Linked DNA regions of Mus musculus: region 2 is linked to region 1. The links are chromatin contacts, called in public Hi-C maps. All regions are on one chromosome and are shown on one strand. Each heading gives the region's core, a stretch centred on a gene start, on an enhancer-like site or on the middle of the called end of the contact. The rest is flanking DNA. Distances are from core to core; before and after follow the strand shown. Region 1 has its middle 270 kb from the start of Etaa1. Region 2 has its middle 110 kb from the start of Etaa1.

The links. A called contact is a pair of places that touch in the nucleus more often than the background predicts.
Region 2: a Hi-C map of the N1E-115 cell line shows a contact between it and region 1, with 1.8 times the contacts expected there. The contact joins two enhancer-like sites. A contact is called at or near these places in 9 of 484 Hi-C or Micro-C datasets (the N1E-115 cell line, cerebellar granule neurons, cerebellum and 4 more).

The regions. Positions count from the first base shown.
Region 1 is chr11:17,684,906-17,688,017 of GRCm38.p6, reverse strand. No RefSeq gene overlaps it. Among named protein-coding and RNA genes, the nearest start is that of Etaa1, 270 kb to the left of the region's middle. Within about 2 kb of position 1,442, at least 57 of the 459 cell types and tissues checked have an H3K27ac peak or open chromatin away from gene starts, as enhancers often do. A contact at or near this core is called in the N1E-115 cell line, where this site is marked.
Region 2 is chr11:17,844,517-17,847,628 of GRCm38.p6, reverse strand. No RefSeq gene overlaps it. Among named protein-coding and RNA genes, the nearest start is that of Etaa1, 110 kb to the left of the region's middle. Within about 2 kb of position 1,403, at least 2 of the 459 cell types and tissues checked have an H3K27ac peak or open chromatin away from gene starts, as enhancers often do. A contact at or near this core is called in the N1E-115 cell line, where this site is marked.

The DNA of each region.
Region 1 (3,112 bases), core at 193-2,692:
CAGATTCAACATTTGCTCTTAGCCAAAGGCAGAGAAGAGATGATCAGTGAACTAAAACAGCCGAGGAGCTATGTCACTCATACTAGAAGAGGCATAAATGTTACAAGTTATTATGATGATATTGCCAATGAGGCTAAATAGCCTTTAAATACCACTCTACATTAGGGCCAAGATTCCCCCAAAGGAGCAAGAACTGGTCATATTGAGTTGAACCTGATAATCTGCATTGAGAAATACAGCTGATAAATCACAGTCCGAAATTAGCCAGGTGCAGAGAAAAGAAGGGTTGGGTAGGAGGAAAGATGAAGCAACGCCTTTAATGCCAGTAAGAAATATGCCATGCACCAGTACTAGAGTAAATGGTAGAGCTGGAGAGAGGTAATTGGTGGTATCACCCGTGCATTGTGGCTAAAACAGAAGGATTGTGTGGTCAGGAAAGAATCCCTCTCCAGGGACCTCCAGGCCTCATAGAACAGACAATAAAAAGTCTTTCCCGAGACATGGTGCAGATTTGTCCTTTTGCCTCAGAAGGAAAAAAGAAAAAGAAAAAAGGATGATACTACTAGCTGTAAGCAATTAAAGGTCAATTCAGAGAAGAATTAGAAAAGTGCAGTTTCTGTTTTGGAATCTCTCTCTCTCTCTTCTTTTTTCTTTTTCTTTCTTACTTTCTTTCTTTCTTGTTGTCTTTCTTTTAACAAAAACATTATATAAGTACATCCTTCTTATCTGCCAGGTTGGTTATCAGAAAAACACTTGTTGTACATTTTAATTGGGGCCTTCTGAACACATGATGCTGTGACTCGAAGTGGCTATATCAATAATGGGAGTGATTCAGAGTTCCCAGGCAGCCAGAGGACTATTTCAGGCTCTTAATCCTCCTGCCAAATAGGGTATAGGCCAAAATAGTTCTTTTGCATTTATTTCAGGGTTTTAATCTCATATGCAACTGAACCCCATTAAATGCCGTTTCCCAGGCTCAGTCCTTGCTTTCCAGGCAGTTTAGCATACATGTGCCTGACTTACCACTTCCTGTCTGGGAAGGGTATTGACTGCCCGGAACCACAAATAGCACCTCCTTTCCAAGATTCTTGCTCCAACCCAAGAGCTGTCAATCTGTTTCTGGTCTCAGCCTCAGGGGCTGCCTAGCAGGATAGGCAGGGTAGTTGGGGCAAAACTCAGCAGCTTTTTGCTCTACTGCCAAGCACAAAAGTGGGCTTTCCATGGCTGCTCCTCAGTCTCATTTCTAATCACTCACCATGGAAGGTAATGGAAAAGTGCCTGAATTACAAAGATTCTCATTTATTACCCTGGCTGCTCCCCCACAAAGCATCTCTTCTCCCCTTTGGCAAGAAGAGATCACTATTGACGCTTTTAGAAGGCCCTGGGCCCCTCTCAATTATTGGTGTAATCTCTCCCTATTCTGGAAGCAGAGTTCTTTTCTAAGTAGATTTTTTAGAAAGTTAAAAGCTAGTCTTTGCTTTATTCATTGAAATGACTTCATGGGCTAATGTATTCTCCTGTCAGTATTTTTCATCAGTTCAGCAACATCTGCAGGATATGAAAAAAAGCAGAAAGCAGATGTTTGCAAAAGGTAGTTTCACCAAGCCTCCTTACCATAATTATTGCAGCACCACATCCCCATTTTATGGCACCTCTCTTATATTCATATGCTGTTAACTTGTCCTGTAGAAATTAAAACTGGTGTATTTCAGTTCCTTCTAAACAGATTTGCCACCTTAAAAAAAATAATTGACAGATATCTTCCATTAAATCCAAATTTCCTTTATCAAATCTTCGAGGGGAAAATAGATTAAGAAGATGTAGATATTTATCTCAACCTTCACTCATTTACACTCATTTAGTTAATTAGCACTTAATTACACTGTCAAAGGGGAAAATGTTACAATGGTCAGGACAGAGTGGTCCCCACCCCTAGGGCCCATGCTTCTTTTAAAAGGCAGACCTTTGCTTAGTGCCAGCTTGCTCCTATGTGAAACATTTGTAATGATTACTTGACAAGGGGTGCAGATCTGAGATTGTGCAAGAGAGAGCCATCACTCACTAAAGCCCAGCTGTAACTCCCAAACTGGAGCAACAGTGCCCCCCAAAGCAAGTTGCCAGAAGCAGCCAGAGAACAAACCCTGAGCTGCCCAAATGACTATTTTTTTTATAAGCCAAGGAACTATTTTAAGAACTGCTGGCCGAACCCGCAGGCTCTATCACAACCAGATGAGCATTCCAACCAAGCTGGGGAGCGGTGGCTGGAAACAGAGACTGTTTCCACCTATTTTAACCCAGACGCCACAAATTCTCTAAGGAGGAATGGAGGCGGGAGTGGAGATAGAGCAACAGAGACATAGTAGAAAAGTGGACAACTTTAGAAGTTTGTCAGACTTGAAGCAACAAAATATAATCAGCTTAACGAATAAATCGTATTAACTGAAATGCAATTGAAACTCTGCTTGTCATCGGGGTTTCTCCATCTTTTAACAAATGGCAATGGTTTTTGGTCTCACAGGTTCCTTGCCAAGTAGAAGACCTCATTAAAACTGTTGGAAAATAATAGAATTCTAATTAGCTTAATTATGATGTGAAAAATTAGCAACCTAATTCACAAAAACAATATGCAATTAACCTGTTTTTCATAAGTCAAACCATTTTCCAAAACAGGAAATGAAGGATAACACCCATAATTTCATCATGAGGGCAAAAATCCTAGACACCCTGATGCAGTGGTACAGCGAGTATGTAACGAAACCAAAAGTCTCCACTCCCTCATCCTCTGCAACTCCTTCTGTGTATTGCCTACAGAGCCTTTTGGCTCCAAGAATGGAAACTGCATTAAACTGAAGGCTCACTCAAATTTTCTCTTTCAAGTTCTAAGTCCTATTTTCCATTTTCCTTTGGGTCCTGGAATAGGGTCAACCTATAAATGATGAAATATTGCATTTTTAAAAGACAATCAACTTATGATGTCATGTCAACATATTGGAGTCCTTGAACTGCTATCAGAATATTACAGAGGGAAAATAATGTGAGGTTGGAATTAAGAAATGGAAGTCAGGAAGCCTGAAATCTAAAGTTTTTACATCAAACCATGTAATCAATAACC
Region 2 (3,112 bases), core at 154-2,653, 160 kb before region 1:
TACAATACGATAGCTAGTGCCTACCAATGGGTGGTAAAACCTAGGTTATTGATAATAAAAATGATATCATTGTTATATATTATCACATAATATTACATATATTATTAATAGTATTATAATATAATAATGATTATTATTACAGTTATATTTATGAAAACTTCTTGGGAAACCCTCCCACCAAGGCTAAGACTGTACAGCCCTTTAGTGTAGATTCTGACCCAGTGTTTATTCCTGCCCTTTCCTTATACCATGGAGGGTGAAGTGTTCAGTAGCTTCCTTTGCGATTACAGTGGTCACATGACACAATTAGGTAGTAGGGTAGGGGAAATACCTGGGAGCAGGGGCACTGACTCTCCTTTGTAGACAGAAGCCATCACTGTATCAAGTGATGAGAGTAAGGCATCCTAGAGATGCTGCTCCTGAAGTATCATCACCAAGCCTCAAAGCAAAGTGAGAAGAGCTTGAGTTTTAGGCTTCTCAGTACTAAAGAAAATCTTCCCTTTGAATGTGTCAGGTGTTTGGCAAAATTATTCCTGTGTGGCTGTGGATAAAACACTGTAATCACATTTCAAGCCCTCCACCAGGTCAGCTGTCCTAAAATCGCCACTCACTACAGCACTGCCATTCTCTCCACAAACACAAATGTATGTATGCATTAATATCATGCTTTTGTGCATACAATTGCGTACATTATTGGATAAAAAGAATATATATTATATATTGAAAGTATTTTTCTTATGACTTGTATTTAGCTTAAATTATAAAGAGTTTTCTTTGTAGGTTCATTATTTCTATCATATTTTACTCTTGAAGTAACAGTATTGAAATATACTTTGTATCCCATCAAATTCAGTCGTTTAAAGTATATTTATTGCAATTCAATGGGTCTTAGTAAATTCTAGGCTCAAGCAATTCTCCTGCACAGCTGGAAGTATGTAGGCCATACCATGGCTCCCAGGTGGCAATGGGTTTTAAATATTTTTACATCTTCCTCCAAGAAATCCCCTATGCAGGAAGAATGATTTTCTGTTTTACTCTAATGGTCCAGTCCCAGGCAGCTATCATGTTATTCTTTTTAATGGCCTCTTAGTTGCTTGCGCTGGACTTAACCTAATTCAATCATTTCTCTGCTGGTAACTGTAGGTCACTTGTAGTTTTTCATCATTAGAAGTAATGCAGTGGTGGACATCATTTGTACTTCCTCCCTCATACTTGATTACTCTGCTTAGCTTCTCTACATGCATTGATTTTATCTTTAGATTGGGAAAAAGAAATCTACACTAAAAAATGCAGGTCATGGCCTGTGGATGGGAAAGGCTATAACTGTCCGGAAGGCTGCTCTGCTGCCGAGCGTCTTCTAGGATAGAACATATTGTAATTTGCACAAGGGTTGGTGTTGGGAGGCAGTGGCTGAAGATCGTATTGGCTGGTGATGGTTTTGGGAAGATTTTGAAGCTCACATAGTGTCTTGACTCCATAGTGAGGAGGTGAGACTTTAGTCTGAATGACAGCAAGTGACTTGAGGTCATATAAGTAGAGAGATGTAATAAAATCTGATTTTGATTTTAAACAGACCATGGTGGTTGCTGGGTGAGAAATCGATGGCAAGGAGGCAAAAGTGAAGGCTGAAGGCCGGGGTTGAGCGTGTTCTGGTCACCCTGGCGGAAATGTGGTCAGTGTCTGAGATGCAGAATTTTGGAAGAGATATGAAGGAAGTGTGGGCACAGGGCTGATGCAAGATAAAAAAGTATCAACCACAAAGGAATTTTATTTTGTTTTGTTTTGCTTTGTTTTGTTTTTTTTTAAGGATAGATTAAAATGTTATTGAAAGCTTGAGATGGGAGAGGGATTACCTTTAGCAAAGAGACTAGGGATGGTGCTGTAATTAAGAATTGTATTTACACCAAAGAGTACACATGGAGGGATCCATGGTTCTAGCTGGATATGTAGCAGAGGATGGCTTTGTCGGGCATCAATGGGAGGAGAAGCCCTTGGTCCTGGGAAGGCTGGATGCCCCAGTGTAGGGGAATTCAAGGGCAGGGAGGTGGGAGTGGGTGGGTTGGGAAACACCCTCATAAAAGCAAGGGGAGGAGGGACGGGATAAGGGGTCCCAGGGGTCAGGGAAAGGGGATAACATTTGAAATGTAAATAAAGAAAATATCCAATAAAAAAACGAATTGTATTTAGGGTGAGGCACAGTGATTGATATTTAAGGCCAGTTTCTTTGGATCCTCAGGCAGGAGGATTGCCATGGATATAAGCCTGTCTTGGAATACAGTTTAAGTCCTTTCCCAAAGAACTGCTAGAAAAAACAAAAAACAAAAACCAAAAAAGACTCCTGGAGTAGTGGGGAAAAGTGTAGACAGCTGTTCGAGAGGGAAGAATTTCATCTAGTTTCCTGCCCATTTTTTAAAAATTTATTTATGTATTTATATCCTAAATACTGCTCCTTCCCAGTCCCCGTTCACAGGATTCCTCCCTACATTGCCACCACCCCTTCACCTCTGAGAGGGCATCTTCCCGCAAACCCCTGTATCCCTACTCCCTGGTGCATCGTCTTTGCAGGATTACATGCATCTTCTCCCAGTGAGACCAGACAAGGCAGCTCTCTGCTGCTTATGTGCCAGGGACCTCTGTATGTAACTCATGTATTCTCTTTGGTTGATAGTTCAGTCTCTGGGAGTGCCCAGGGCTTCAGGTAAGTTGATATTGTTGGTCTTCCTGTGCCATTGCCATTCCCTTCAGTTCTTTTTATTTTTTTATTAGATATTTTCTTCATTTACATTTCAAATGCTATCCTGAAAGTCCCCTATACTGTTTCCCTACCCTGCTCCCCAGCCCACCCACTCCCGCTTCCTGGCCCTGGCATTCCCGTACTGGGGCATATGATCTTTGTAGGACCAAGGGCCTCTCCTCCCATTGATGGCTTGCTAGGCCATCCTCTGCTACATATGCAACTAGATACATAGTTCTTGGGGGGAGGGTACTGGTTAGTTCATGTTGTTGATCCTCCTATAAGGTTGCAGACTCCTTTAGCTCCTTGGGTACTTTCTCTAGCTTTCTCATTAGGGGCCCTGTGTTCTATCCAATAGATGACTGTGAGCATCTACTT